Regions from separate parts of the Mus musculus genome. Here all the other regions are linked to region 3. Evidence: chromatin contacts called from public Hi-C, HiCAR-type and HiChIP or PLAC-seq data. All regions are on one chromosome and are shown on one strand. Each heading gives the region's core, a stretch centred on a gene start, on an enhancer-like site or on the middle of the called end of the contact. The rest is flanking DNA. Distances are from core to core; before and after follow the strand shown. Region 1 overlaps Gm33651 (a long non-coding RNA gene). Region 2 has its middle 26 kb from the start of Gm40159. Region 3 holds the start of Lmo4 (LIM domain only 4). Region 4 overlaps Gm40159 (a long non-coding RNA gene). Region 5 has its middle 44 kb from the start of Gm40159. Region 6 overlaps Gm33758 (a long non-coding RNA gene). Region 7 overlaps Gm40159 (a long non-coding RNA gene).

Evidence for each region. Hi-C and Micro-C count contacts between places; a contact is called where the count stands out from the background. HiCAR-type assays count read pairs that join an accessible place to other places. HiChIP or PLAC-seq counts read pairs in DNA pulled down with a chosen protein or histone mark.
Region 1: a contact with region 3 is called in an H3K4me3 HiChIP or PLAC-seq map of craniofacial prominence, with 6 times the contacts expected there. The contact joins the enhancer-like site here to the promoter of Lmo4 in region 3. A contact is called at or near these places in 5 of 39 promoter capture datasets (cranial neural crest, frontonasal cranial neural crest, liver and 2 more), 3 of 484 Hi-C or Micro-C datasets (cortical neurons, frontal cortex and pancreatic cancer cells), 16 of 115 datasets of contacts at active chromatin or transcription factors (acute myeloid leukemia, bone marrow-derived macrophages, craniofacial prominence and 12 more) and 2 of 9 other capture datasets (macrophages and pancreatic islet).
Region 2: a contact with region 3 is called in a FOXA1 HiChIP or PLAC-seq map of pancreatic cancer cells. The contact joins the enhancer-like site here to the promoter of Lmo4 in region 3. A contact is called at or near these places in 4 of 39 promoter capture datasets (the 3T3-L1 cell line, 3T3-L1-derived adipocytes, the C10 cell line and 1 more), 1 of 484 Hi-C or Micro-C datasets (the N1E-115 cell line), 15 of 115 datasets of contacts at active chromatin or transcription factors (craniofacial prominence, embryonic basal ganglia, embryonic forebrain and 11 more) and 2 of 9 other capture datasets (embryonic stem cells and pancreatic islet).
Region 4: a Hi-C map of cortical neurons shows a contact between it and region 3, with 3 times the contacts expected there. The contact joins the enhancer-like site here to the promoter of Lmo4 in region 3. A contact is called at or near these places in 4 of 39 promoter capture datasets (the 3T3-L1 cell line, cranial neural crest, hippocampal neurons and 1 more), 6 of 484 Hi-C or Micro-C datasets (cerebral cortex, cortical neurons, forebrain and 1 more) and 12 of 115 datasets of contacts at active chromatin or transcription factors (SST interneurons, craniofacial prominence, embryonic basal ganglia and 7 more).
Region 5: a contact with region 3 is called in an H3K4me3 HiChIP or PLAC-seq map of neural tube, with 3 times the contacts expected there. The contact joins the enhancer-like site here to the promoter of Lmo4 in region 3. A contact is called at or near these places in 4 of 39 promoter capture datasets (the 3T3-L1 cell line, the SN4741 cell line, maxillary cranial neural crest and 1 more), 1 of 484 Hi-C or Micro-C datasets (uterus) and 12 of 115 datasets of contacts at active chromatin or transcription factors (craniofacial prominence, embryonic basal ganglia, embryonic forebrain and 9 more).
Region 6: an H3K4me3 HiChIP or PLAC-seq map of craniofacial prominence shows a contact between it and region 3, with 8 times the contacts expected there. The contact joins the enhancer-like site here to the promoter of Lmo4 in region 3. A contact is called at or near these places in 10 of 39 promoter capture datasets (3T3-L1-derived adipocytes, cranial neural crest, embryonic stem cells and 7 more), 13 of 484 Hi-C or Micro-C datasets (B cells, the C3H10T1/2 cell line, CD4 T cells and 8 more), 16 of 115 datasets of contacts at active chromatin or transcription factors (the 230-238 cell line, acute myeloid leukemia, craniofacial prominence and 11 more) and 3 of 9 other capture datasets (embryonic stem cells, liver and macrophages).
Region 7: a HiCAR-type map of kidney shows a contact between it and region 3, with 4 times the contacts expected there. The contact joins the enhancer-like site here to the promoter of Lmo4 in region 3. A contact is called at or near these places in 5 of 39 promoter capture datasets (the 3T3-L1 cell line, the C10 cell line, frontonasal cranial neural crest and 2 more), 2 of 484 Hi-C or Micro-C datasets (cortical neurons and frontal cortex), 13 of 115 datasets of contacts at active chromatin or transcription factors (bone marrow-derived macrophages, craniofacial prominence, embryonic basal ganglia and 9 more) and 1 of 9 other capture datasets (macrophages).

Annotation. Positions count from the first base shown.
Region 1 is chr3:143,573,300-143,575,999 of GRCm38.p6, forward strand. The region is part of intron 1 of Gm33651 (a long non-coding RNA gene); the gene reads left to right. Among named protein-coding and RNA genes, the nearest start is that of Gm33651, 7.6 kb to the left of the region's middle. Within about 2 kb of position 1,367, at least 8 of the 459 cell types and tissues checked have an H3K27ac peak or open chromatin away from gene starts, as enhancers often do. A contact at or near this core is called in craniofacial prominence and second pharyngeal arch cranial neural crest, where this site is marked.
Region 2 is chr3:143,403,919-143,406,618 of GRCm38.p6, forward strand. No RefSeq gene overlaps it. Among named protein-coding and RNA genes, the nearest start is that of Gm40159, 26 kb to the left of the region's middle. Within about 2 kb of position 1,408, at least 6 of the 459 cell types and tissues checked have an H3K27ac peak or open chromatin away from gene starts, as enhancers often do. A contact at or near this core is called in pancreatic cancer cells, where this site is marked.
Region 3 is chr3:144,203,864-144,206,563 of GRCm38.p6, forward strand. It overlaps Lmo4 (LIM domain only 4), which reads right to left and starts at 1,392. Exons shown (of 5, transcript NM_010723.3): 1 at 957-1,392.
Region 4 is chr3:143,315,354-143,318,053 of GRCm38.p6, forward strand. All of the region lies in intron 1 of Gm40159 (a long non-coding RNA gene), which reads right to left. Among named protein-coding and RNA genes, the nearest start is that of Gm33514, 6.6 kb to the right of the region's middle. Within about 2 kb of position 1,393, at least 18 of the 459 cell types and tissues checked have an H3K27ac peak or open chromatin away from gene starts, as enhancers often do. A contact at or near this core is called in SST interneurons, cortical neurons and neural progenitor cells, where this site is marked.
Region 5 is chr3:143,422,406-143,425,105 of GRCm38.p6, forward strand. No RefSeq gene overlaps it. Among named protein-coding and RNA genes, the nearest start is that of Gm40159, 44 kb to the left of the region's middle. Within about 2 kb of position 1,341, at least 5 of the 459 cell types and tissues checked have an H3K27ac peak or open chromatin away from gene starts, as enhancers often do. A contact at or near this core is called in neural tube, where this site is marked.
Region 6 is chr3:143,608,729-143,611,428 of GRCm38.p6, forward strand. All of the region lies in intron 2 of Gm33758 (a long non-coding RNA gene), which reads left to right. Among named protein-coding and RNA genes, the nearest start is that of Gm33758, 6.3 kb to the left of the region's middle. Within about 2 kb of position 1,428, at least 12 of the 459 cell types and tissues checked have an H3K27ac peak or open chromatin away from gene starts, as enhancers often do. A contact at or near this core is called in the C3H10T1/2 cell line, craniofacial prominence and second pharyngeal arch cranial neural crest, where this site is marked.
Region 7 is chr3:143,338,993-143,341,692 of GRCm38.p6, forward strand. All of the region lies in intron 1 of Gm40159 (a long non-coding RNA gene), which reads right to left. Among named protein-coding and RNA genes, the nearest start is that of Gm52618, 7.1 kb to the right of the region's middle. Within about 2 kb of position 1,364, at least 1 of the 459 cell types and tissues checked has an H3K27ac peak or open chromatin away from gene starts, as enhancers often do. A contact at or near this core is called in kidney, where this site is marked.

The sequences.
Region 1 (2,700 bases), core at 117-2,616, 630 kb before region 3:
CACATGGCAGCAGAAGCCACAGCAAAAACAAGCAAGCAAGCAAGCAAGCAAGCAAACAAACAAACAAAAAGCAGAGCTTTGTGGGCTCTGCTTCTCTCATATGGGTTTCCATCTATTTCCTTCTTTATCAGGCTTGTCCAATGTTGGAGACACACAGATAGTTGTTATCAAGTGAGTGTTAGCATCTTGTCCTCTTTGTTGCCTTGGTTTAACCAGCAAGTACCCAGGCTTAGCTAACTAGAAAAATGAAAGAAACTACTAAAAATCATATCATTTCATTCATACCTTTTCTGTAATAGTCTAATATCTAATGAATAAATATCAACAATTAATACCAACTGGAAAGGAAATAAAATCGGACTAAGTTGAAAGATGTAAGTTATGATACAAGTACTTAACTCATGATTAACTTTCCTTCTAAATCTAAAATTTTGACCCCCATGATTCTTGGCCTTTTCTTTGCTTTAATTTCCCTTCAAACCAGTTAATATGCTGAGGCTTTTGTTGTGTTGTGGACAATATGGAATCAAAAGACAGTCTTTAGGTTCATGGACTTCTGAAGCCATAGGGGAGAGTTTAAAGGGAGTTGAACCATAGGTCAGAAAGGGTTAGCATTCTAGAACACATATTCGGACAAATTTTATAAGAATAGAACCTGGGAAAGGAGCTGCCCTCAGTTTTCTTTCTTCACTACTGAGCTGGTCCCCTACTTCGTGACTGCTTTCATAGCTCAACATTTCAAGCAGTTTGACTCTGTAAAACTAGGAGGACATTCCTTCATACTGATAGATGCTAAAGATCACATTCACAGGGACGTACTATTTTTCCCCTAGGGAAACAATTACAGAGCTGATTCCATGCTTTTTTGATTGGGGTGCGTGGGAAGACAGGGGAAGAAACATATGCTTTGAGAATCTAATATATTTCTTAAAGTTTGAACTTAAAAGCTACCCACAGCCTTCTTGATTATCTCACAGTGAAGACAGGCTTGAGATGTTTGCAGTGACTGCCTGTCAGGGTGAACATGTAGCAGAATATCCAGAGAGGAACACCAGTCCAAAGACAAACTCTGCAAAGCTATGGGTTTGAAAATGTCCTGTAGGGAGGAGACAGACTCCAGAGGAACTGGAAACTCTTGCCAGGCCTCAATAAAACATGGTCAGAGAACAGAATCAGATGCTTTGCTTTTTGCCTCCCGTAGCAAAAGCCCTTTCTTCTTGTTTGTGCTGATTGGTAGTTCCGAGGACACACATGAAGAAAACAGTCATCTTAAACGAAGAGGACTTTCTGTTCTTAGAGTAAACACTGCGCTATATCAGGTTTAGCTCACTGGAGCCCACAAGGGCCTGTTGTTACTTGATAGGGCCCTGGCTTTCCTCAGACCTTCCAAGGCGTGTGGAGTTTTGAAGCACACGTTGCTGATAGGAAACTAGTAGCACTGATAGATGCCAAAGCTAATAAAACCCAGAGTGAAATCAGCTCAACTCCTTAACGAGTTAGAAAGCTTTGAGCATGTGCAGAGCTGACCTAGGATACCACAATCACAGTGACCACCGAGCCAGGGAATAATCACCAGGATGAACCGAGATGAGCTGTCTATAGAGAACACAGAACCAACTTGTGAAATGTCTGATTTTTCAAAAGGCCTCTCTCAGAAAAATATGAATCCAGTTATATGTTAAAGTAAAGATATTTGGAATATGTTCAGATAAAAATGTACTGCTAAAGTTCATTTCACCTACACCTTTTAATGTTCTGAGGCCACAAATCATGTAAAGTTTCATACTGGGCTCGCCCCGTGTGGTGTAAGGTGTGAGTCCGGTTTCAGGTGGTGTTTGCTGGACTGCAGAATGTTTACCAACAGAAGGCTGAATGTGGGAGGAGACAAGATGAGCATTTATATGGGCGATTTCAAAACATGTTTCCGAAGCTCACCTCGTTATTATAAAGGTCGGGCGATGCTAGTGCCCAGTGGACTGTCCTAAACCGTAATAAAGTGTTCTAGCCCTTTCATGACATTGACTTGAAATAGCAGCATTGTATACCTGACAACAGGAAAGGAAAGGCCCAAGGAGGGGGATGAGCCCTGGGGAATACAGACAATTCGCTCAATATATAAAGTACCTTTCAGCAACTCCTACAATTAGAGAAATTCAGAACAATTAAAGGGTTTGAAAGTCCCAGAGGATTCCCTTTAAGAAAACCTATTGTCTTTAAGAAACTCTCAAGAGAATCAAGGGCATGTGCTGTTTTAATGGGATTCTGCTGTGTGAGGACTGCGTTCTAGGTTATTTCCAGCATGCTGAACCTTTCCCTCCATTTCATCCGAGGACGAGTTCTGCGCAGGAAGGGTACCATCAAAGAGAACACTCTCCATTTCCATTGGAAGGCACATCAGACACAAAGGGCATCATGGAAGATCTGTCTCGATCGATCCAGCCCCGTTGCTCTTTGCTCCCGAGGATGTTTTTCAATCCCAGTGTAATTATCTCCATCATGGAGGAGGCTCCGGGTGCATTTATTCACCTTTCCCTATGACTGGAAAATGTATTCCATATTCAGAAGTCAGCAATTAAAATAAGCTAATCTGCATTCGGCTTTGAAAGCCCGGGCTACGCCTCCCCCACCTCAGCCAGGAGGTAGGAGCAATGACGGGCTTAACCTTCCATGCACAACTCTGATTGGCTGGTGGGCAGTTAG
Region 2 (2,700 bases), core at 158-2,657, 800 kb before region 3:
TTGCCTTTCTTATTATGACAGTTGAATAATATGTGTCGTACTAAATGGCTGTTTGGTATAAAGAGCAAAGATCAAGAAATGAGTGTTTAGAACAGCAAATTATATGTTAAAAATCTATAAATAGCTTAATAAATATATTCTTGCATGTAAGAAGCAGAAAATTGTATGCTACAAGGTAGATTATCCAAATGGCCCTGTTTCGAAATCACCTTCAGAAAAGCACACATTGTCCCTCTGGGTTTTATAGCTTCTGCACATAAAACTTTCATTCTGCAGAGAGGGGTCCTTTAGAACATGTATTTATTTATTTTATGTTCTCTCTTGCTCCATCTCTTTGTTTATGGCTTGTATAATCAAAAATGGCTTAAAATGATGCATGATTACCCAGTGCCATTCAGGAGGTCAGGGTTCATGCATGAGATAATCAGTGAAGAGAAATTAAGAACAAATGAAGTCAAGACAAGAAATCTTAGAGTATCTGTTCACAGTCCTGCATAACTGCTAATGTATTATCTAGTTCTCCATTGCAAATATAGCTCTGAGGTTTCTAGGAACCATAGAATGACTAGAATAAGCTTGTTTGTAACAATAAGGAAGAAGAGAAAGGGGATGGAACAGAGGAATAAAGAAGAAACACACACAAATACACACACATGCACACACACATGAGCACACACGTGCACACACACACACACACACACACTTATGTAGATTTTTTAAATTTGAGATTATGATTACAACACCTCCATTTCTTCCTTCCAAGCACCCACACATGCCTGTGCATCCTACCTCTTTGTGCCTAGGACCAACAAATGCCTTATAATTCTGAAAGCAAGGGAAAGGTTTTTCAAACGTATTTTGCCAACATGATCTGCAATGGTGCACCCTACCCTACTGTTCCGTGAGTAATTTTATGTCCTCATGATGAGTGAAGGGTATACAGGCCACTGGTGCTTTCCTTTGCCTCTGGATCAAGATGACTCTCTTGACTTTTTAACCCCCAAGCACAAGGGCTTCAAACAAAAAGAAAGGAGGATTTTTGCTGGTGGTAAGGAAATGATAGTGAGGAGACCCAATTATCAGTCTGTGTCCTGACAAAAGGAAGTATATTTCTTTTGATGTAACAACCTACAAGAGTGAGGGGCATTCCCAGTGAGGAAGCCTTTCCAGGGAGTATTTGGCTCCTCTCCACATTGAAAGATCCTGTTTACATATCAGTTGGCTCTATCCCTAACTTGTTATTATAGATACAGTAATAGTCACCTCTCTACCATTTCCACTTACACAATTTTAGCTATGATAACCCAAGTCTGGGAAATTCCAGAAATAATTACCTTATGTTGTGCACCATTCTGAACAGAATGATGAAACCTCTTGCCGTACCCACCTCACCCTAGGATGTGAGTTGGCCCTTTGCCTGCTGTATCAACACTGCAAGCACTTTAGAACTGTGAGTCACTGAGTAGCCATTTTGTTTAGCAGATCTGCTGCAAAATTGCTGCAGTGTTGGTGTTCAAGTATGCCGTATTATGTTTGGTACCCAAAGTGCTATGGCAGTGATGTTAAAGAGAAGAAAGGAGAATGAGAAGGAATGTTCTTGTGGGACAGTAGATGGCAAAGAAAAGTATGTATTGAGTTTGGACAGATTTACAGCAAAATTGAAACTTCTATCCTTGAAACTCCAAAGATAGGAGAAAAGAAAACTATGGGATAATTTTACTGTTCCATCTTAAACTGTAAAGTCGGTATAATCCATGTTAAAAGCCCAATGAAGATGGAGAAAGGAGTACATTTGAGGTTTGATTTTCCGTGGTTTTAGACACCCACTGGGTTCTGGAGATTTCTTTCACATGGATAAGGTTCAGTAGGGTGCTTTGGGACCCAATCAATGGCAAGAGAATGACCATGGGGAAGTCACACTGGGAGTGTGAATATGGAGAAGTTAGGCCCATCTGAAGGTGTAGAGCTGAGAGGGGGGTGTTTCTTAGTACATTGTCAGGGACCCACATAGCTGCCTCCCTGTGCAGAAAGAACTACATAGTATAGATGAAATATGTTTTCAGGAAATACAGGACCAGAGAATTAGAAGTAAACTAATTTTTTTAGAAGTATTTTCAGGGAAATACTCTGCCATCTTGTCCATCAACTACATGTCTAGCATAACATGGTATTCGACTCTGATGATATAACTTAGTAATTCATTTTTTTTTTCTTGTTCCCAGTTCCATCTTGACTGCTGTCTCTTAACTCGATACTTCACACAGTTGGTTGAGTTGTCATCCTTTCTAGTCTCTTCTCTCCAGTGCATCACAATCCCTTCATCACATGGAAGGTATCTCCTGAAGCTAGTTACTTATTCCTCTGAGTGCAACTGTACTGAGGGAGCAAATACTTCCCTTAAATCGTTGCTTTTTGAGTAGCTTTCCTAGGTCCCATCTCACTGTCTCTCAATCCATTGTTTACATGGCTTCCATCTACCCCTTCATTATAGACAGAGAATCCCTCATGCCCTGGAATAAATAAAGGTGAAAAACCAAAGACGAAATGAAGTAAAAGAAAAACATACACAAAAATCTTGTTGTAAGTAACTAAGAAATGCTGACAGTATGAAAAATAGTCTTCCCCTAGGAAGAGCTGCCAAACTGGTTATAGATACCAAATATATTTAGGAACATATATGTATAGACATATATGTATACA
Region 3 (2,700 bases), core at 142-2,641:
GAGGTAAATATATATGTATATTTTTTTTGAAAAGGAAACATTACACTGAGAAAAGCATCCAGTAACCCCATTAGCTAAAGCTCTTAAGGACAAGCAATACCTTAATGCTGATTAAATCTAAAAGAGATGAATCAAGAGGACTGACCAGAAAGTGACTCCCCTGATAACTAAGGACGGGCCCTCATCAAGTTTCATTTAGAGTTGGAAAAAAAAAAAAAGAAAGCTTTTAAGTTAAATAGGCTTATACTCTAGTAATTACATAGCCAAGCAATTTAGGTCCTGGGATAGTCAGTGAAATAGAAAGCAGAGCTGGCAGCTAGAGGCAAAATCTGCCCCCCTTTAACAACGTCTCTGGTGTTTTTTAATGGAGACCAAGGGAGGGACAAACGTAGCGCTGGCCATTTGTAGTACAAAAATGGATGCTTAATTCATGTCTTGATTTTAATTAGGTGATTCACCGGATTTCTCCTGGATTGGAACAAAAGACTTATAAGCCAAGAGGAATTCTTTTTAAAAGAATCAGCAATGCCAGCTCCTGGTCACTTAGAGCTTTTCGTTCCCTGTTTCAAACAGTGTTGGGGGGGGGGTCTTGACTATCGCCCCCACCCACGCACACACCACTTCTCATCTGAGCAGCCCCTGCCTTTCCTTTAGGAACTGGAACTGCCCCCAGCCCTCTCCAGGGTCCCCACCAGCCCCGTCTCCAAGAAGAACCCTTTTGTAAGCAAGGAACCGCTACAAAGCTGGCGGCCCGGGGCTGCCCTCCTTGCTAGCTCGCAGGCCGGCCTCCGGTAGTTTCAGACTCACGCATTATCTAAGGCGACGTATTGTTTACTTGCAATTTGGGACGGTCAAGGGAAGGAAGCCAAAGAAAACAGCCCCGGCCCCGATCAGTTCCCCCCTCCCTCTCTCCCTCGTCCCCTCCGGGCCCGCGGCGTCCCCAGCCACCCCCTTACCTGCTTCTCCCCTATATTGCAACACTGCGAGAGGCGGCGGCGGCGGCGAAATGCGAGCGGAGCCGCTCGGCTTCCAGGGCAGGGGCGCTGGGGCTGGCGGAGCTGGAGGGAGGGAGGGAGTTCTCGCAGAAGCAGGAAAGGGGAGGAGGGGGCTAAGGGCTGCTTTTTTTTTTTTTTTTTTTTTTAATCGCGTGGCTCTGGGGCGGGTAGAGGGAGCCCCACGCTAAGTGGCAGGCGGCCCGGCGAAGAAGTGTCAAGTCTCAGCCCGAGGGTCCCGGTCCTCAGCCCCCGGCTGCGCGCGAGCAGCTGCAGGCTCCCTCGGCCGGGCCCGCGCGGCGCAGCAGCAGCCACTGCTGCAATCGCGGCTGCAAGTTTGGCAATGTGGCTTCACTTTGTACGCGCCCCCGCCCCCGCCGCGCCCGCGCTCCTCCTCCTCCGCCGCCGCCTTCCTCCCGCCCGCCCGCCCGCTCGGGGCCGCCGGCGGCTCGGCCGAGCTCCCCCCTCCCGCGACCTGCGGCCCGGGAGCGGCGGTGCAGGCTCGGTCCCGCGGCCGGTACGAGGACGCACGGAGTGGGGAGCTGCGGGCCGGCCGGGAGCGCTGGACCGATCGGCTGCCCCGCTGCTGCTGCCCGGCTCGGAGGAGGCGGCGGCGCGGGCCTCTAGCCGGCTCGCTCGCTCCTTCGGCGGCGCTTACACATGTGTTACTGACAGAGCAGAATCCCAACTACTCCCCGGCTCTGCCGCCGACGTCAGCGACCCTCAGCCACTGGGCGGCCGGATTGTTCAGGCGGAATAATAAAACCTGCCAATCCGGGGAAGGACAAAGGGTGACTGAAACGAGACTCGGGGGGCGGGGAGCGAGGCGGGCGGCTGAGCCGGCCGGGCCCGGGAAGGCGGGGGGGGCCCGGGGTCGGGGCACGAGAAGGGACCCGGGTGGCGCGGGGGACGCGGCCAGCGAGCGCGTGCCCAGGCTCAGGACCACACCTGCCTGCCCAGCGCGCGAGGACGCGTGGAGCCCGCCCCCGCAGGGCCTCGGGGATCGCCTTCCCTGGCTCAGAGAACAGACCCTCGGGAAACTTACTTTCCCAGAAATGGGTCTCTTCCTGTTAGGGTAGAGGATTCATTCTGCCGGAGGGAGGTGCAAAAGCGGGTGTTTTGTTTAATTCTTCGGGTTGCAGATTTCAAAACCTTAAGCAAAGTGGGAAGTAGTTCCTACCTAAGTACTGCCAGCTTAACCCCATCTTGCTCCCATTAACCCCAGTGTAAACTGGAAGGAGGAGGCATTTCATAGATGCTTGTCAGTTGCTGGTGAATGCAAATCACACCCTGGTTTTCAGAGATGAAGGAAACTTTATGGGCAAAGCTTTTTGCTCACCATTCTGCTTCAGTGTAGAGGGTGTGATGCTAGCTCCCTCGTAGCCCCCTAAAGCGATGCGAGCATTTGCCAGACCTGCTGCTAGCTCACGACCCTGAAAAAAGACTAGTCGTTTCTTGTACAAACCAAGATTTGAGGAATGCTAGCTAGCTTCAGAGCCTCTTTCCAGGGCCAGAGCTCAGCCTGGATCCTTGAACATCAAGTTATTCAACTTTACTCTGCCAAATAGGTTTAATAAATCTCCGATCTGAGGTTAATACTAGGGTTGATTATTAATAGTAAGTTCCAGAGAGATTTTTCTGTTGGAAATTATCATGGAAGTGCAAAGCTGTACTGCTAAGTATCATTAACTAAAACCAGTCTTGTGGG
Region 4 (2,700 bases), core at 143-2,642, 890 kb before region 3:
TTGTGCTTTAAATATTCTATTAAATGTCATCAGCTGATTCAGGAAAATGTATTGCAAAAATATTAGAGATGTATAAACGTGTAAATGTAATAAATGCTTGGGACATGGAAAGGAATGTAAAAGTCCAACATCTATCAGGTAACCGTAAACCACTAAGAACCACGGATAGAGAGTAATATTTGTGTGATATATAGTATCTTAAGCACAGACTCTTATTTCTGGTATTTATTGCAGAGCAGTTACATTAAAAAACCCACTAATATAGAATTATTGCTATCTTTCCTAACTGTGAATTCCTGAAGTATGAATATTTTGCTTGAGGAGTGAGCTCTAACTTTCTTAACAATGAAAGGATGTATGCCGTCTTTAAACCCGGCTGGAATCGGAAGGTTGTGTTTCCTTGACAGGTTTTTAATGGCAAGTTAAGACTGCTGGGGAAACTGCGGAACTCAAAGGCATTAACTGACAAATTAAGCAAAGAGTAATGAAAACTTGGATGTGTTAGAATCATCATTCATTGAACTGTAATTGCCTGAGCAGCACAAAATTAAATTGTAACAAGTAAGGGTCTTGACATTTCCCGCAATTTCTTAAAAAAAAAAAAAAGTTTGTACATGCCATGGGAGATAAACAGTAGTCACATGAAATACTGGATGTGGGTCTTTTAAACTAATTAATTGTGTTCATTCAGTGGGAATCAGCCCCTTTAGAAGACACAGAAGGTTACTGTAATGGTGTGCTTTTTTGAGTCTTTAGCATTGAAAGATTTTGATTCTTTGGTAGATGATACAATTCTAGGTAGGGTCATGGACCAGGTATAAGGCCTTTTAGGTTATGGAAAAGACTAGAAGTGACTTGTTCTTTGTGTCTCTTTCTCCCACTACACACTTCGTGTAAAAGAAGACACATCAAGAATATACAGATTGTTATGAATATCATTCTAGGATCTTAGTAGGTTTCATTTCTCTCCAGGCAGAAGAGTGTCCCCTTCCCACCTACATGAGAGGATGCTCACAGAGAAAGGGATATCTGGGTTCTAGCAAACGATTTGGATGTCCATACCAAATCTGAGAGGGTGGAGCAAAAGCCTCAGAAGTACAAGCGAAATGTAGTTACTGTGAGCTATAGTTATGGAACCCACCAGAAGAGCCCTAGCAACTTTGGTTTTTAGGTTAGAGATTGTGAATTTCCCAGCAGAGCCTGCCTCGGCTTCGGGTGGGAAGCTGTGATGAATGTTTGAGTGAGAAAATATGCGTGTGAGCTAGAGCATCTGCTTCTATTACTTAGTTTTCAAGAGGACACTGCAAGTCACGGAAATGAGTGGGCTCAATGCTGGAGAGGATCCAGAGGAAGCCAGATCGTAAGAAGACAAAGGAATAACAGCTTGGAGAGAGCTGTGGGTGAGTCTGAGGGGGCGGTGAGGACTCACCCCAGGGGCTCATCGTCTTCTCTGTTCATCTGGAGACAGCCAGTCCTTTTTAAGCAGCTTGAAGATTCATTCAAGATTGAACTAAAGTTTCCCCATTAAAATATTTCGAAAATGAGATGCCCTGGGGCAACAGTTTCGCCTCTGATAACACTGTGTGGAGGGGTGTCCTGTAACCACCAGGAATCAATAGAACAGAACAGAAATAGAACCAGAATCTAGCATGTGACTCCAGATATAAAGTTGAGTGAAGTGTTACTTTAAGGAGACTAAATTTCAGAGTCAATGCATTCCCTTAAAGATTTATGAACTATCTGCAGCTAGAAGGCGAGGGAGGAGTTTGGGTATTAGGCAAATGTCTAGATAATTTTGTAGCTTGAAAAAATAGAATTTACATTCTGGAGCAATAGCGATGACTAAGCTTTGTGTGAATGCACATAGGAGCATGTATCAGAATCACAGAGACAATCAGGCTTAATTGCTATTCCTTCTTCACCGGAGCTAAGTTAAAGATGGTGATATGGGGTGGAGTGGAGAAGAGGCTAGGGTAAATCAGGAGAAGGGCCCGGCATGTTGTGCTGTGATTGCACTTTTGCTTGCTATAAAGGACATTATATTTGTGACTTCTCATCTCCTATTTGCTAAAACCCGTGTCCAATTCACAAGTTCTTTCTTCCCTTGTTATCTTTGTGTATTTACTCAGCACATCTGTTTGTTATGGAAACTCTAATACTTAGAATTGGCCACCATGAAGCTAAGTCATTAGGTAGACAGAGTGGAATTCAGTTCTTTCATCTCCATTTAACTGGATCATTTCATGTCCCGAGAACCCAGTTGCAACTTCCCTACTCTAGCCATCCTCTCCTTATCTGCCTCTCTCTTTGTTGTCTTATCAAAGCATGTGAGTTCTATGGCCTATGTCCTCAGTACTTTCTTAGATTTATTTAACCTTACATGGCAAATGAAATTAAATAATAGATATTGGCTCTTAAGGGACTCTAGGTCATCCCCTTCTGATAGTAAATTTCCATCTGTGTAAGAAAAGAGGGATGCGGTGAAACCTATGCTGAGACAAGGGAGGTAAGGGCATCCCTTGCTTGATTTCCTGACATCCACTTAATGACTCTGTCTACAAAGAGCTTTGGATGATCGGTTAGAATATCAAGATTATACAAGGCTCTAGATCAATAAAACAAGCAAGCAAACAAACAAACAAGCACACACACACATGAATTTTAGCCTTGTCTGCACAGTGACCAAATAATTCTCAATAA
Region 5 (2,700 bases), core at 91-2,590, 780 kb before region 3:
TAGGTTTGTTCCGGTGGGTATAGCATCCGAATAGGTCAGAGGAGAGCATCACATTGCTGGAGTTTCAGGCTGCTGTGAGGCACCCAGTGTGGGTGCTGGGAACTGAACTCCAGTCTTCTGAAAGAGCAGTACGTGCTCCTAACCACTTAAGGCTCTGAAGCCGCAGATTTTAATGTTTTATACTTGGTTATTATCAGCTCTGGTCAACTGACTTCCCTCTGTCAACTCCAGGCATGACAGAAAAGAATGTTTGAAAAGTGTATATGTGCTTATGTGGGAAAACATAAGCCATTAATAACCAAATAAGGAGGGATTTTTAAAAAATTACCCTGAAAAATCACTCCTTCTGCCTTAGGATATTCTGTGGAATGAATTCCTCTAGATCTTCTGTCTGACTCGCATGGTGAATTCGCATAGAAAAGTGACACGGGTTTAGAAGGAGCGTTTGAAGAATCCTCTCCGCGTAGCAGGGGTCCTCACAGGAAACAGCACCAAAGACCCCTGGGCTTTGTCTCCAATGCACTTAGACCACTTACAAATGCATCACGTTGCGCCTCTGCATCCCTCGTGAAGCACACGTAAAAGGCAGCTTTCTCCTTTATCCTCTAATACTGCAGGAAACTGGATATTTCCAAGTCAGTAAGACTCCCTGGGATGTGATATGTGTGCGCTAAAAGTGAATGTTTTCTTGCTGGGATGTTCTTAATTTGGTTCACAGACAGATTAGAAAGCTCTTGTGTGTGTGTCAGTGGATGTGGACACAAAAGCAGTCTTTTTTATTTTATTTTTTCAGGCCTCTAAAGTACTTTGGTTTTCTTGAAAAGAAACAAATCCTGCAAGCATGTATGTTCTATTATTTGAAGATATGATTTTGCAGGTTTCAAAGTATATCTGTTTCTCCCCCCCCCCCCAGACTATGGAAGAAGGCTTAAGGGATGTACTGTCAGCTCAGATTGAGAGGAATTCAGTGAAATCAGGCACAGTTTTAATGTCTTTCTTCCTACTAGAGACCTGATGTTGGAGGGCACTGACTAGTGACAAACAGTGCTTTCTTATTTTACTTTCTTTCTTCCTTTCTTTTTCTTTTTTTCTTTAAATGTGAACTAGAGCATTTCTGCTAAAAGCTTAAAGAAGCTTCCAGGTAAGATGTCTCAGTGAGAGGCTCTCCTTGAAAGAATACAACTTAGTACATGCAGAGGCTCTGTTTGGACCCCTACCTATCTGGAAATACAAAATGACCATTGTCTGCCTGCTACCTCCCCTCATGCCTTGTGCACACACAAGCTGCCCCTCTATGGGGATGGCTGGAGGGTATTTCATTAGAACCTCTTTGTGGCATGGTGAACCTGATTGTAATGAATAGGCTGAACTCTGAAAGCACTAGGCACTGACCTCCCGTCTGCTGATATCCTAAATCAGGCCATTAGAGGATTCCACAAGAAAGAGCATGCTGTTTATAGGTTAATTTATCTCTCATTTGGTTCAACTAGATGTGTGCTTATACAGGCCCTTTAATCGAATCTTACAGATGCCACAAAGAGCTTTCCTTTTTAAGGGAGCCTTTGGAAATGCAGTCAGTTATCAGTTATCTAGAAAAATGCACACTGTCCGGAATAGCTGAGTATGGCACAGAAGTGGTCTCCTCTCCTCTTTGCATGATTACTTTGAAATTTCTCTATCTATCCAGTATTCATCCTGAACTGTGGCAGTGGCTGATCTTTGTTATTTCTTTGTTTATCTGGGCTAAGGGTCCACCCAACCAAAGTGCTGCAAACAAACAAAGAGGACTGATGACTCCTGATGTCCACGGGGTCTCTATAAAACATCAAAGAGTAGAGATATCGGCTGCATTAGCTATTTTTGTCATTGCTGTGACCAACTACCCAATAAGCAGCAACTCATGGGAGGAAGGGTTTATTTGGCCCACTCTATTAGGAGGTATATTCCATCAGAGTGATGGGCAGATCATAGTAACACGAATATTCTGCTGGGCTGCCTCTCTTTCTCACATCTTGGCAGAATGGAAGCAGAATGACAGAAAGGGAATGGGGCACAGGCTGTAAACCTCACGGCCTGCCTCACAGTGATCCACTTCCCTAGGCTAGAATCTTTCTCCCAAAGGTTTTTCTTGCTTCCAAGACAGTACTACCAGATGGGACCAAGTGTTCAAATTTGTGAGCGTCTAGGGGCCATTTCACATCCAAAACAAGATTTGGAAATTCATGTGGTACCATTACAAGGTTGAGGCATGCCTAGTTGTATACAGCACACATAGATCACAGTTGCCTGAGGCCCAATTATAACCACAGTGATTGTGTCTGTTCCATGAGCACTCGCTCTGTGCCATGAGTCGAACTAACCATTAAATTTAACTGTTTAATTTTACAACCAGACAAAGATGTTTAGAGTGGTTTTCATCCCTATTTTGAAGTTGGGTTAAACAAGCTCTACGGAGATTAAAAACTCAACTTGTGTGCTTTTCTAGGGAGAACTCAGGGTAGGAAATAAGAGCTAGGCTTGTCCTCTAGCTCTGGCCCCAGAACTTGTTTCTACCCTGGATTTCTAAGCACATGAAGCTGTCAAGTGTCACTCATGCTGATGATGCTTCTGGCGATGTTCATGGTACCTATTGTTTGATGTCTTTTCACTTCTCTGCCCACATTTGGATTCCCCATTGGTTGGAGCTTGCTAGCCTTTCTC
Region 6 (2,700 bases), core at 178-2,677, 600 kb before region 3:
CATGCAAGATTTGGAGCAAGAATAGAGAATAAATATTAGTTCTATTCTTCTTTCATTCTTGAAAGGATCCCCTTAGAAACCCATCACCAAGGAAGAGGAAAGATGTAAGTACACAAATTGTGAAAATTGTGGTCCTAGGGGGTGATTTAGTAAACTGCTAGTTGGTCATCACTGTGGTACAGAGAATTCTAATTTCTGTGCAAATCCCAGCAATGGGCTGAGAGAGAAAAAGGAAGCTGAGGTGGACTGGGGTACTGGGGAGCAGATTTGTGTATTGCCAGTGCATAGAAGGGTATGGGAGGGTGCCTAGGGACTTGGTGACTGATATAAATGTAGACTTGAAAAAATAGTAGTAGAAAGAGCCAGGGCCCCCGAAGATCTTGAAAGATTGGAATAGGAAGAAAACAAGTTCCTAAGGGAGTTTTAAGAACAGGACATAAAGGTAATGGAAAGTCTTCATCTCTGGCTGGCAGTTCCCATAAAAGAAAGAAGTTTCTTACGACCAGAAGGAAAAACACAGAATTGGCAAAGAAACCCATGCAGACTGAGCTACCAAAGACATTCATTTTGCAACAGGAGATAACACATAGAGAAGATTTAAAAAAAAAAATTGCATGAGTTCCCAGGCTGCTCAGAGGCCTGCACACTTGCATGGACAAGTCTCAGAGCGGGAGTCACCAGGGGCTTCCATGGAAGATGATAAAGCTTATCAAAACTGGGTAGGGATGGAGGTAGAATAGAAGACTCTCCAGTTGAGATGAAACAGGACTAAAACAGGCAAGTGATGCATAAATAAAGAATAATAGACATCTGCCAGGAATGTAAGAGTGCCAGAGAGCGAAGGATTTTTGATATTCTAGGATTCAAAATGAACACTCACATGTTACCTTGACAAGGGAAGGTAGCACACACCTAGTAAATTTGGAACTGGTACAAGCACCATTTCATTCTCAGATTTTCCTACCTTGCCACAAAGTCCTTATCTCTACTCAAGCCCACTCCTAGGATTTGACAGTCCAAGCAGAGGGTACTCTTTAGGAGCTGGGAAGGAAGGAGTTAAAGAAATGTCCTTTGTGGCACAGCTGGGAGCCATTAACAATTAGGTTCTTGGACAGAACCCCAGCAGGAAACTGAGTAGGCCTGTGGCCTCTAAAAGCAAGGCTTGATTCACACTGAATGCATGCACCTTCTTTGCTAGGGAGCCCTCTGCGGAACCCAGATCCCTCACTAAGAATGAATAGCAGGTATTAGTGAGAAGCCTGCACCACCACACCTAGCTATAAATCATGGCTCTTAATAAGGGAGACTATGAGAACGATAGTAATTTCTAGAAATAGATTTTTAACACTGCATACGTTAAGGGAGCGAGGCTGACCTGATTTAAAACTCCTACTTGATGAGGCAACAGATTCACCTCAGACTTGTCAGCCATTTGCCTCCAGTGTCCTGGCAAGAGTTTTGATTTTTGTAGACATCCTTGCGAATGCAGTACTAGGAGTGATCCTGTACCAGAGTTGTGAGGTCTCCTGATTTCCCTCTCCTTATCTGTTCCCCAGTGTCAACAGGCCATCTTCCTAAATATTTCTGTTGTTCCTGTCACATGTTAACCAATATTCATGATCTCTTAGTATTCTGTAACAGAACTCAGTGAATGACAAACTTGAAGAAGCCTCTGGTTTGCTTTGTGTAGCATTCAGTAATATTCTCTGAGAAATGTTTGGAAGATTCTAAGCAACCCTCATTTCTCCTACAGCCTACAGTTCTCACAGCTATGTCTGATCTCTCCCGTACCCTTGGATGTAAACTGATTACGTTCATTTTGCCATCTTCCTTTAGGTTGTCCTAGAGTTAGTCTGATCTCTAATGTATAAAGTATCATTTTCTACAAAAGATTAAAAATCCTCTGATGTGAGGGACACGGACCATATCTCACTGCAATCCTCCACATTGCTGTACCTAGTGTTGATTCTACCACAGTCCCATTAAGGCCAATGTTTTATGAAACTGAACTGAGAACCCTCTGAGAAAACTTCCAGGCTGCCTTAGAAGGCAGCAGGCTGAAGGAGCAAGAGAAGGTTGGTATATAAAATGGGAGATCTAGACTAAAACTTGTTTCTGAATAGGATCCTTAAAAAGACATATTATATAATTGAATGAAGGTGCATGTATGTAACCTGCACCATTTGTAGTGTTTTATGAGACCACACTAGGTTAATATGTGAGTTGGAACCATTTCCTAATTTGATTATCAGCACTACCAGCTAGCACAATGCTTCACACTGTCGAGGAATTCAGCCTTGTTTTCAATGAATAAATAAATGAGAAGGATTAGTGAAGGATCCATGATAATAGTAATAATCACCTAGATTATTCAGGGACTATGTCCCAAACAAATGAGGGACATATTAATTGAATGACAAAAATGCCTCACATGATGAGTAACACTGTTTATGCAAAAGTTATGACCCAGTTTACCTTAGGGAAAGAAAAGGAAACAAAGATTTTTTTTGTTGGTGGTGTCATGTTAAGGGCCAAGGTTAATAGTACAGTGGGAACTTGGGAACTCTCTGGATTCCTAGAAAGGGACCCTAGTGCAGTCTCCTAGTAATGGAGACTGAGCCTGATCTTCTATAACAGGAAAGGCTCCCACCAGTGGGACTGGGACATCAACCCAGTCATGACAGTTTCAACCTATAATCT
Region 7 (2,700 bases), core at 114-2,613, 860 kb before region 3:
AGAGGGGGAGAGGGAGGGGGGAGGGGGAGGGGGAGCGGGAGGGAGAGGGAGAGGGAGAGGGAGAGGGAGAGGGAGAGGGAGAGGGAGAGGGAGAGGGAGAGGGAGAGGGAGAGGGAGAGGGAGAGGGAGAGGGAGAGGGAGAGGGAGAGGGAGAGGGAGAGGGAGAGGGAGAGGGAGAGGGAGAGGGAGAGGGAGAGGGAGAGGGAGAGGGAGGAGATTTTAAGGAATAGTATTTGAAAACATCCTAAATGTTTTTTAATTTGATGAAAGATGTATACATAATCTGTCAGAAGACAAGCAAATCCTAATAAGGCAAACACAAAGACATGCATACCACAAGACATTTTAACAATGTTTTTGTTGGTGGTGGTGTTGGGTTGTTTTTGTTTGTTTGTTTGTTTGTTTGTTTGTTTGAAATTGCTGCAGTAGGAGGGGACAGTAATTCAGAGAATGGCAAAATTCCCACTGGAAACAAGAAGACCAGAGGGAAGAGGCAAAGTGGTTCATGTCCAGAAAATGAGAGAGGTCAGTTTGGAACCTGATTCCTAGCAAAACCTTTCTTAAAGATTTACTAATAGAAGAAGATTTAGGAAACTCAAGAAAGCAAAGAAAACCACCACAATGCTGAAGACTGGACTGAATACAACCAATTTCTCTCATAAGTTCTTAAATTATATTTGATGATAAAAGCAGAAAAATCATTATAATATCTTCTGATACAATGCTAAATGTTTATTAATGAAATACTTAAAAGAATTATATTTAAAAATAGGGAAAACCAAGAAACTTTACAGAAATCAGATTTTATGTCCAATTGAGTAACAGAACGTTGGGGCTATTAAACTTATATGTTATGGTTCGAAATAGAAAAAAAATATTATTTTCCCTGAAACTTGAACTGTGTCTACCACTATAAGCTTTCCAAGTGGTCTATATACTGGTAGGTATAATTTGACTATGTGGTTAGAAACATACAGATTCAGCCATAAAGTTCACTGGGACTAAAGAAAGGAATGGACAGGTCGGGGATCTGGCAAAGAGCAATTCACTGGAGTGATTTACTGGCAGAAGTGTGGTCCTGGCCAGCAAGAAGACTAAGTGGATACTGTAATCAGTGTTAAAGGGATAAAGTGGGATGTATTAGTTAGGACCAAAGTTCGAGCTAGACAAATTAAACTTGGTTTATCTTTGACTAATATCAAGGGATGAGACACAAACATTACAAAGTTCACATGCCACTGTAATGATTTTGTCTGTAGTTCACTAAGAAATGATGAAGGAAAATGCCAAGTAAGGTTACTGTGGGGCCGTGACAGTAGTTCCAGATGGCTACATTTGTGTTCACAGTCCACATGCGGTGCCCTTGGCGCTTACAGCATTGCAGCGAGTCAGCCGCTCCCTTGACCACTCAGGTTGGAAATCGGAGTAGAGGGTTTACAGTGCAGAATATGGCAAGTTACATGACAAGCTGCGTTCTAGCATGGGCCATCTAAAAACAGGCTGTGCCTTCCACCAGCTTATTTTACTTTTGATTTACAAGAACAGCCCCGAGCAATAAAAAAATCTACCTGTATCAGTGGACTTGGCAATATAAGTGGTAAAATCAAGAGAAAAAAAGTGTGCTACAATAGATTCGGTCTGTTTCTCAATTGTAAGTCATAAATAAAGACATCTGCAGTGGAAGGAAGCCTTGCATTTCCCTCCATCATGTTGTATGACTGATGGAGATACAGATAGGGAATGAGATGGGAAGGCAGTTCAGGGGACCACTGTGACCTTTTGTACTTGATCATAGTGCAGAGTCACTATGGGCAAACATGGGCTTAGTTGTACAATGTCTGCCTTGTCTTGTGTCTGAACTGGAGGAGTCACCGGAGGTAGGAGGACAGTACTTCTCTTTCTGACTTGACGTCTCCCTGACTGAATCCTTGGTGCTGGATCTGGTCTTCAGGCATCTATCCCCTTCATAGTTAGAGGAGAATGAAGAAACCGACCCTTCTGGGATTTGAAACACTACCTTCTGAAACTGGACATGAATTTCCCTAAACCACCTTTGCTTCATCATCTGCCCTTGAAATTAGAACCACTGGTTGTTCTCTGAAAGCAGAGAACAAATTCATATCTCTCCACCCAAATAGACACCCATGACCCGTTGAAAGGAAGAAGAGCTCAGCATGGGCTGGTGGCTCATAGTCAGGGATCCTCTCCTTGGTATCTTCCCTCTTAATATATATTTGGTCAGGATGGCTTATCATTTCTTTGAAGTAGTAACGAAGAAATAGTTTTTTTCCCCAGTCAGGCAACATGTCTCCTCTGACACCAGATGTGTGGTTCATTCCTTTCTTGGCTCATTCATAAGAACGGAAGGAACCTCACTACAAGAGGAGTGGCCTTTACAGCCGCTTCCTCTCTTTCTTTGTTGGTTCCTATTCTAGCCCTGGAGTAGTGGCTGATCATGGGGGAAGGACTTCTCACAATATATGCATGGAAGAGAACTGACTGGTCAATGGGCAGTATACCACACCCTCTGGGGTGACATTTTGGCTTCTTCATTAATGTCTTGTGCGGCTGGTACAGTTGGCACACCTGGGCTCCTTTCTTAGGCTCCCAAAGGAATATTGTTCAGACGAGTTCCCTTGTATTCTCCTTGTATATACACATCTTTCCATGTAGATTAAATTCTTCTAGTTCTATTGCAAG